Linked DNA regions of Anas platyrhynchos: region 2 is linked to region 1. Evidence: chromatin contacts called from public Hi-C data. All regions are on one chromosome and are shown on one strand. The core of a region is the stretch at or near the end of the contact, and the rest is flanking DNA. Distances in the headings are between cores, read along the strand shown.

Evidence for each region. Hi-C and Micro-C count contacts between places; a contact is called where the count stands out from the background.
Region 2: a Hi-C map of subcutaneous adipose tissue shows a contact between it and region 1, with 2.0 times the contacts expected there. The contact joins the enhancer-like site here to the promoter of UBASH3B in region 1. A contact is called at or near these places in 4 of 8 Hi-C or Micro-C datasets (F1 follicle, liver, skeletal muscle and 1 more).

Annotation. Positions count from the first base shown.
Region 1 is chr25:7,470,204-7,474,864 of IASCAAS_PekinDuck_T2T, reverse strand. UBASH3B (ubiquitin associated and SH3 domain containing B) reads right to left here and starts at 2,465. Exons shown (of 14, transcript XM_027444139.3): 1 at 1,939-2,465. The coding sequence starts at 2,099.
Region 2 is chr25:7,517,453-7,522,113 of IASCAAS_PekinDuck_T2T, reverse strand. UBASH3B (ubiquitin associated and SH3 domain containing B) reads right to left here. Exons shown (of 14, transcript XM_027444139.3): 6 at 3,200-3,408. BSX (brain specific homeobox) reads left to right here. Exons shown (of 6, transcript XR_011804863.1): 5 at 1,486-1,605. Among named protein-coding and RNA genes, the nearest start is that of CRTAM, 20 kb to the left of the region's middle. Within about 2 kb of position 1,868, at least 2 of the 8 cell types and tissues checked have an H3K27ac peak or open chromatin away from gene starts, as enhancers often do. A contact at or near this core is called in subcutaneous adipose tissue, where this site is marked.

The DNA.
Region 1 (4,661 bases), core at 1,216-3,715:
CTGTCCCAATAGTGTCTCCCCAAGTGTCCCACGGGATATTCCCATGGGCACTGTTTGTAAGCAGCGCTCCTCCGAGCTCCTGCATCTCTTCGCCAGCTTCAGCAGCCCCCCAGCTTCAGCACACCCCTCAAATTCAGCAGACCCCAAACATCAGCAGCCCCTCTGTCCCCTGCCCCAGTCCCTGGCGGTGCCAGCAGCGATGGCATTTAGTGACATCCCTGACAGACTCGTCTGACAACTCAGGGCTTTGTTTGCAGAAGCCATCCCAACAGATGGCCACCACTCGAGGCATCAGCCTGCCTTCTATTTATACACAGGACCTCCAGGCGCAGATCTGTGCTCCCGGCCTCCCCGTGGCACTGCGGGGAGCAAACGGGGCAGGGAGAGCTTGGGGTGAAGGCTCAAAGGGGCTTTCTGCTGAGGCTACATTGCACTTTACGCCTTGGGAGACGAGGTGCTTTGCCTCCTTGGCAGTTCAGTGAGCAGATGATCCCGGCAGGGAGCATCCCAGTGCCGTGCGGTCCCGAAGCTCCTGCTGCTGAGCCCGCACGCTGTTCCACAGCATTCCCGAGGCAGAACATCCTTGTCTGGGCTTTTGCTGTTTTGCTGCTCATCTGAATTTTAATGATAAATTGTTTGGAGGATTTCTAGCAGGCTGGAATAGGGCGCAGAGAGCTACTTCAGGCCGGGCCAGCAGAGGACTTGTCAAAGCGTCCTGAGCTCAGCACCGAGACAGCCTTACCCAGCTGGCGGGATACATTTGCAACAAGCATTCTTTGCACTTAGGATATTTTGCCCCTCTCTGTCTCACTTTCTGCATTTAACCTTCCCTATCTTGCACACCGAGGCTTTGGTTTCATTTCTTGTCACACGTTACTTTTCTCAGGCTAGAATACGAACCACAGACATTGTTCCTCAGCGAACGGTGAGGCGAGCCCAGGGCTGACGGTCAGCCTCGATGGCACTGTCGTACAGGTGAGGACGAGTTTCATTCATAGCACCAGGCTGCTTTTTCCCTCTAGCTACTCTGAAAGGTGCCCGTCTGTCTCTCCAAACAAGCGCAGAGCGTGAAGCCACCAGGCTCTTACCATCTTCATTTGCAGGCATCATGTATAAAAGTTAAATGTCTGTACGTAACTACAGATCACCGACAGACTTAAGGAGCGTAAGTAGGACAAGGGGAAACACACAGGGGATTTTCTGGATGTGCCAGTGGCAGTCTGACATCTCTCCCTAGACCTGCATGTGCGTGTCCCTGTATTTATGGAAAAACACAGCAGCGAGGCTGAAAAGCCACCGAGTTCTGACTGGTATCAGCAACAAAAGGGAAACTTAGATCAGGAAACCTCCAAATGCCGGCTGGCTGCATTTGCATCCTAAAGCCCACGGTCCCGCTTCAGGAGTCACCACGCTCCAAACTGAACCATTAGGAAGTTACCCGTAGGTTGCTGCCTAATTCATTTCCAGCATAAGCACACGCAGGGCGATTACACCGGGGCATTTCTCAGCTGGACAAGACCAAACCTAATGCTCTGCACTCCTGAAATTCCCTTCTGTCCCCCTTTCTTTCGGAAAGATCAACTCGTGCGTGGATTCAGGAGGATCTCCCGGGTGACCGAGTTTCGCCCCGGCGACAGCACCGAGCGCAGGAACGCCGGGCTTTGATTTCAGCTTGGGGAGGGGAGGGGGGGTGTCCGGAAAATCGCCTTTATGGCGACCCCAGGCTTTGCCGGGGGGGCACCTGCCGCCCCCGGGACCCCGCAACCTCCCCGTGTTCCGTGTCCCCGGGGCGGCTCCGGGAGCGCATCCCCGGCTGTCCCCGGCCCCTTGGAGCCGCGCATCCCCCTCCGCGGCCGCGCATCCCTCAACCACCCCAAAACGAGACGAGAGGAGGGCGGGGGGGGGGAAGAATAAGCAAGAGACCGAGCCGCCACTTACGCCCGGGCTTTGGGGAAGCCCATGGAGAGCAGGATCTCCAGCGACGAGCCATGTTTGATGGTCCCCGCGCGGTGCTGCCGGTTCCGCCGGGGGATGACTTTGCTGTACAGCTCCTCTTTGGCAGCCATGGCGTGCGGGGCGGGCTGCCCGCGCTGGGCCATCACGCAGCCATCGCCACCCGCGCAGGGCCATGCACACCCGCAGCGCCCCGCCGGGGGCCGCGGCCGGGGCAGGGCCGAGGGGCTGAGCCCTCCTCCGCTCTTTTCTCCCTTCCCCTCCGCTCCTCTCCCTTCCCCTCCGCTCCTCTCCCTTCCCCTCCGCTCTTTTCCGCTCCCCTCCGCTCCTCTCCGCGCCCCCGAGCCCCGCCGCCGCCTCCGCCGCCCGTGCGCGCCCCGCGCAAAAGCCGCGCAGAGCCCCCGCGGCCGCTCGGAGGCTCCGCAGGAGGCCCCGAGAACCCCCCCCCCGCCGCCGCCCCCGCTCTTAAAGCCGCCTCCGGGGCGGGCGGGCGCGGCCCCGGCACCGGGCTGGAGCCGGCTGCTGGAGGAGAGCCCCAAAAGGGGGCTTTAAGGGGGGCGCAGCGCAGCCCCCGCTCCCCCTCGGCGCTCCGGGGATGCGCTGGGAGAGGGGCAGGGTGCGCGGCCAGCGAGGTCGCAGCCGGAGCAGGGAGGGGAAGGGCAGGCTGGTGTTGAAAAAAGCAAGGAGGACGCGCACACGAGCCCATGTTTTTGTTTGTTTTGGTGTTTTATTGAAATTTATTTTTTTTATTTTTTTCTAAAGCTCGGCACAGGATTGCCCTAATGGAGGGGAGGTCGGGCACCCTGCACAGCACTGGGGCTCCAGGGGCTCAGTGTGCAGCTTGGCACGGCTTTGAAATGGTAGCACCGGTGGTTAAACTACACCTACTTAGAGGCAAAAGAGTCGCGCTCCAGATTTTCCACCTCCATCCTGCCTTTCTGCATCCTCCTCGGCCCTCTCCAGGCCACCACGCGGAATATATGGCCTGAAAGCTCTCCAGTTGCAGGGCAGGGACTGCTCTGCCCCGGTTAAAGCCCGCCGGGACACAGCTCTGCTCCTCTCCCCGCTGCCCTCCCACACAAAAGCTGCGTGTTCCTCCGGGCTGGGTGGGACTGACGCTGCTGCCTCCCTGGTTGCATTTCGGTTCAGATCACGGGTTGATGTGGTTGAGTTCAAACCCAGGGGTTTACACGTGTGCTCTCCTGGCAAGAGACATCCTCCTGCTCTCGCCTCTCCTTTGTGTGCCTCCTGCCATCCCCTCCTGCCTCTGCTGCAGCACACAGCCCCCTGCCATCCCTCCTTTGGACAGACAAGCACATCACCCCCTCATCTCCCCAGAGCAGGCCCAGCTCGCAGGGCTGTAGAGAACAGCTTGAAATCCCATCCCTGCACATAAATAAAAACAATCAAGAGGCCCCGCTTTAAAACACGGTAGTTTATGTTGGGGAAGGAAGCAATGCTGGCGACGACAAGCCTAGCACCGCGATTATTAGCATCAGGGAAAACAAACAGCCCGCTCCCATTTTGTTGTGTCGGAGGCAGGAACGTTCTCTCGCAGCTCTGGGCTTGTTCCCCTCCTGTGCTGCAGCGGATCTGTGCTCAGGACTTCTTTCTGCTGCCTTCCCCAGAGGTGCAGGGAGGGCAGAGGTCGCTGTGAATTCCCCTGGTGTTGCTGAGACACTTCTTCTTTCCTTTGCCCCCGCTATAAAGTCGGTGGGTGAAAGCAAGGAGCATGCAGCTTCCAAGGACTTTGCCCAGATCCAAACCCCTTTCCTTTAGCTGCTACAGATTTGTATGATCAATTAAAAAAATCACTTTCTACAAGCTAAAGTATTGAAATTCTGTTGGTTGGGCCTGAAGATGAATTGCCACAGGTAACCCCACGGGAAGCATCAGCAATGCTACAAGACACGAGAAGGAAAAGAAATAAGATGTTTGCACACCTAGGCTAGCCGAGTGCATCGCTGTGGTTAGTCCACCAGGTAAAGTTGCTGCACACCTGATGGAAATGGTTTTTTTTTGGGCCTGCTGAGAACCACCTCTGGTCGTTGTGACTTTAGTGAGTGCCTCTGCGTTGGATCTGGCTGAGCTTTTCTGCATTAGAATGCGTTCGGTGAGACAATGCTGCCTCCCACTTTTTTCTTTTTTTTTGATTGAAAGCTGAAAATGAAAGCTGTCTTAGTGATGAAATAGGAAAAAAAGTGAAAAAAAAAGTGGAAAGCAGATTAAAAAAGAGAAACACCTGGAAAATTGAGTTGCAGTCACCTAGAAGAAGAATACTTTGCGTGAAAAAATGGAAAGGCGTGAAAACGCTGTGCATATAAGCAAACTGCAATGTGTGGTTTATTTTAAAATACTGTCAGGTTTTTACACAAGACCTTTTTTTTTCATGTGGCCTTCCCTCTGCTGGCCTGAACCTAGCGATCAGTCTGGGTGCTTAACTGGGTGCTGTTAATCATTTTCCCGACTTCAAGGCAAGAGCTTCCGGGTGCCCTGAGCTGGGCGCGTGTGCCAGTCCCTGTGGCGACAGGCTGCTGGGGGCTCTCTCTGCTCTTCTTTTACTCATTTCCTCGGTGAAACACAAATATTAGCCCTTTACCCACAGGAGAAGGCATTCTTAGGGCATTCTTTGTATCGCTTCCTTCGCGGGTGGAAGAAAGGCAACGCAGAAGTGATCGGAGGGGGTGCAAAAAATGCCCCGCTGGACA
Region 2 (4,661 bases), core at 619-3,118, 48 kb before region 1:
TGTGTGCCTTCGCTGGGCTTCCCACTTCCTCTGGGCTCCGTGTGCCGAGGGTGGAGAATTTCTGCTTTTGACTTGGTAGCCCACTAATTCACGGGCATGGAAAGCAGCTTAGAAAATATTCAACGGTTTGCTGGGGAGGTTTGATTTATAAATATATATATAAAAATATACTATACAGACTGGATCCGTAGTTCAGATTCATTCCCAGTTGCTTCAACCCACCAGTAGCTTCGGCTGCTACCAGGAGAATTTTTCCAGCTTGATATCATACAAGGGAAAAACCGTTTTGTTTCTAACGTGCCTATGGCCAGGTCCCCTCCTAGGCTCAGTCAGAACAGATCTAGTGTCATTGGTACAAATCTAGCCAGCTTCACCCCAAAGGAGAGTCTAGTGCTGGCTTCAGAAGGCTATTTTTCACTTGCAGGACTCAGAACTAGCAGCAGAGCAGCCACCAAGTGTCACTGACTCTCAGGTCCTAAGATTTAGAGCAAACAAGTCCAGCTTTCCAAATGAGCACCTTTGGTTCATGCTTTTTGCTTTCTGAAGCTTTCTTAGCATGGAAAAAAAAAAGAAGGGAACAGGAAATCAGCTGTTCTTTTTGCATAACCTCATAGCTAAAGCTGGACCTGAAAGCACTGCTCGGTGCCTTAACGTCGCCCTTCCTGCAGGGATGGCAGGCAGGGGTTACCCGGACTTAGGATCTGGGTTGCATTGTGTGGGACACTAAAGCAATTTGTCTTCCATTCTTTTCCAAGCAATAGCACTGATCAGAGACCAAATGTTTCCCCTCATTGTCCCTAGCAGCTCCAATCTCTGGCACGAGCAGAAAGCACACCAGGAAGTGCCACAGCCAGCTGAGAAGTGCACTTTAGGTGTGTGGAAAACCCTTGGGGTCTGCAGAACAGAAGTGATTTCACTCCGATTTTAGAAACCAGGGAAAGAATTCAGCCGTGGAGTCTCTCAAGACACAACCTGGTTTCATGAGCAGAGCCCTTTCTGCCCTATTAAAAGGCTCGCCAGGCTTGTCTCCTGGTGATGGCAACCTGTTGGTCTGCAGCCGAGGTCCAGACCTTGCTGCAGGGCAGGGATGGCGTTTTGTTCTGTGAAGTGCAAGGTCTGTGCTGGGCAGAGCTCCTGAGGCACCACTTGGACATTAGCCATAAAACCACGTCCTGCAGAGGCCAGGATTCAGCTTCTGCATCCCTTGAGTAGTGAAACAGGGAAACCTTTCTCAGGAGAAATGTTTAAAAGCCAGTAAGGTGCTGGCAACCTTACTTTGCTGTATGCAAGATTTGATCAAACATCCCAGAATAGCACTTTGCCTGTCATTTCTCCTGCGTGGTACAAGCAGCGTGCTGCAGCCCGGAGTGAGCTGTGTTTCCGTGATGAGCTCAATAATGCGTGATTTTCACTTGAAGAATGCAGTCTCTTGTGCCTAGGAGGGAAAGCTCAATGGCTCTTCTTTCTTTCTTTCTCCCTCTGCAGGGATGAAGCTGGACATGGCTGTGTGCACAGGGGTGGCACAAACCAGCCGCAGCATCCTCGGTGCCAAGGCTGCCAACTGGATCCCATCTCCCCCACCACAGCAGCTCCCCTGCAGCCCTGGTGAGTACTGCCACGCTCTCTTTCACGTCTATGAAATGAAGGTGCCTGTGCTCTGTTCTATTCCTACCAAGAGGATCCTGCTGTGAATGCCTTGGCCTGGGTGTCAGTGGGGCTTAGGTTGTCCTTGGCTCGCTCTATTGTTTTGACCAAATGACATTCTGTAACCTAATATTCCCCGCGGGAAGCTGTTGTGTAAAACGAGGCTGTTTCCGGGTATGTAATAACGTTTTTGATAAATGCACCGTATTGCATGCTCCTGTTCCTGATTTATAGTCCTTAGTGGTGATCAGGGAAGGGGCATTTCCTTTCTTTGCTTGCCTGGAGACAAAGCAGTCCTGGAGGTACAAAATGTTTGGCTTTCCTTCTGGTCGCTGCTGCAATAATAGTTCTTTCCCATGCTAAGTCTCTAGGCCTCAAAACCCTTCCAGGTACTGTTAGAAGAAAAGCAAAATCCACTAGAGCAGGGCGCCTCGCTATTTGTGGACCTGAGGCTATTTTGGCTGGCAAACTTTAGGGGAAGAAAGGACAATTTGGCTGGATTGCAGATGGGAGGGTCTGGATTAAGTCCTGCCTTCAAACAAACTTGCTGATTGACTGGTTGTGGCAAGAGGGGCAAAGGAGTGACCTCTTGCTATGCTTGTCCCTGCCTGGCAGTTTTCTGGGTTGGGTAGGATTTGGGGTTAAAGCAGGACTGGTTTGTAGAAGGGCAGTGGTTGTGACAGCCACATCTGGAGGCCAGCCTGCAAGCTGCAATTGCCCCGTGTCTGCTTGCCATCTGCCCTTCACCACGACGCATGCTAAGCCTGATGAGACACAGACAAAGGCTGCACGTCAGTTTTGCTCTTTTGTTTCCTGCATTTTGCTTGATTTGAAGAGTTACTGGATCAGTGTGCTGTTTGCCAGGGGGCCAGCAGGCAGGAACGTGCCTCTCTGCTCCCCTTGTCATCTCGTGCTCCTGCATAGAAACTACTCCCTGTTCTCCAGATGGCTTTAGGTGCTTTGGGATGCAAACAGCCCTGTGGGGCTTGCAGGAGTGCCCAGACCACAGCTCAAGCACTAGGTTTTTACTGCTCTTTGACTAATTCCCACCAAAAGCAAGAGGCAACAAGGCAGAACCTTGCTCAGAACGAGCTTCTCGCTGAAGCCAGTGTCAGGCAGGCGACTAACCACTTCTGGAAGCCTTGCTAAGTATCTTAAGAAACCTTGCTGACCCCCAGTCCTTTTCTCCTGGAATTATACACACCTCGCCTCCCAAATTAATGCTCGGATTTAAACCTTCCTGATCCTGCTGCCACCACCGAGGTGCCCACACAGTGGTGGCTCTGCAGTGCCCATCTGCTCCAGCTCTGCAGCGATCCTGTGAGTAAGAGTTGCTGCAATGTCTTAGCTAAATAAACCACATCACCCTCCAGTCCCATGCACTGGGCTGGCATCTGCTCTCCCTTTGCTCACGAGATGGGGCTTTGTGTGCTCAGTGTTTCCCCAAGCGACCTTCTCAGCAGCCCTGGGAGACTTTTCACTTGCTCAGGTGAGATCCTGGCTGCTGAGCCCCCTTTTTACAATGACAGAAAGTGAACTGAGCGGCTTTACCTACCCATGAAACACCCAGGTCCCACATTCATCCGCCTTCGTGATGTAATTTTCGGGCAGCAGCCCAGAGCAGCCAGTTGCAAGGGAAATGCCATAAATCCAGCCCTCACTTGTACTGGTTTGTTCCACTGGTGACATGAAAATGAAGTCCCCTGGGACCAGCTCGAGTTCATCATCGTTCTGGGGTGTGTAAGGATAGATCACTTGCAGAGTCTGGGGGAGAAACAGAAGCACAAATGAATGAAAGGGTTGTTAATGGCAGGGAATCTTCAGCAGAGTAGGGCAGGAGAGCTCCTGTACCAAACCTTTAAAGTGTCCAAGGTGTAAACAGCTCTCCTTAAAATGCATCACTTTGTGCTTTGTCCAGGAAAGCTTCACTTGGAGGAAATTTCTACTACTTCCCACTCTTTGGTGTTGGAAAGCTTTTCTTGGTATTGACTCCTTCCTCCCTCTGATTCCAGCCACGTCTTTGATAACCAGAAGGGAAAGGAGGGGATGGCTTTTTAGAGGGAGCAGAAACATGACCATGTGCTTAAAGTGGTCTGTTAAAAACAGAACTGAACTCACTGTGAACTGGAATTCACATGGTTCTCGTGGTCAGTGGCCACTGTCGCTGTACCTGCTTGTGCTAAAAGAGCAGCTGTCATTGCTGCTGCTTTTGAAATCGAGGTAGAGCCAGTCAGGGGGACAGCAGCTCTGAATGTGTGACACGAGGCTCCAGAGCTGTGTGTGCAGGTGTGAGAAGTACCGAGTTGTGGCTGCCTGCTTTTCTTTGTATTTCATAACGTGAGAAAGTTAAAAAGTGGGGCAAAGCTCAGTGAACGTAACTCTGTAATCCTCTCCTCACTAGGGCGTGAGGAATCCACATGTATTAAATGTTAAATTTAATCCCCACATATTAAATATTAAATTAATGGCAGTGGCTGCAGCAGGCTCTCAGTTAAAAGGAGAACAAATGTGTCCCTGGGCCAGTCTAACTTCTGCAACGGTGTCATGCCAACACAAACCATGATCTGATCTGCTGCTGGTGTCAGTGTTTGCTCACCAATCCTTCCAGATATCTGTGGTATCTTGAAAGGAGGATGGAAACTCGTCACCGTCACCTGATCCCACAGGGCCCAAACTCACACACGGCAGCCTGGAGTTCGATGTGCAAAGCTGGGAGCTGGTTCTCAGCAGCAGCTCCCTGCGGGATCAGTGGCGGTGCTGACTGCTTGCAGCTTCCAAGATGACACTTGGACAGGAAAGGAGGCTGTCACGCGTGGATAAATGGCTTGGGCAGGGTCAGAGAGCTGTGCACGAGAGACTTCAGCTCTCCAGAAGCTCTGGCAGTTTTTTACTCCACAGTGTATCGTGTGCTGGGCTAAAATCACCGTTTCCCACTTTGCTGCAGGTTTTCTTTGTCTAATTCTGGACTGTGCGTGTTGGTGGATTAATCACCCCAGCCTTAGGAGTGTAGGTAGCCA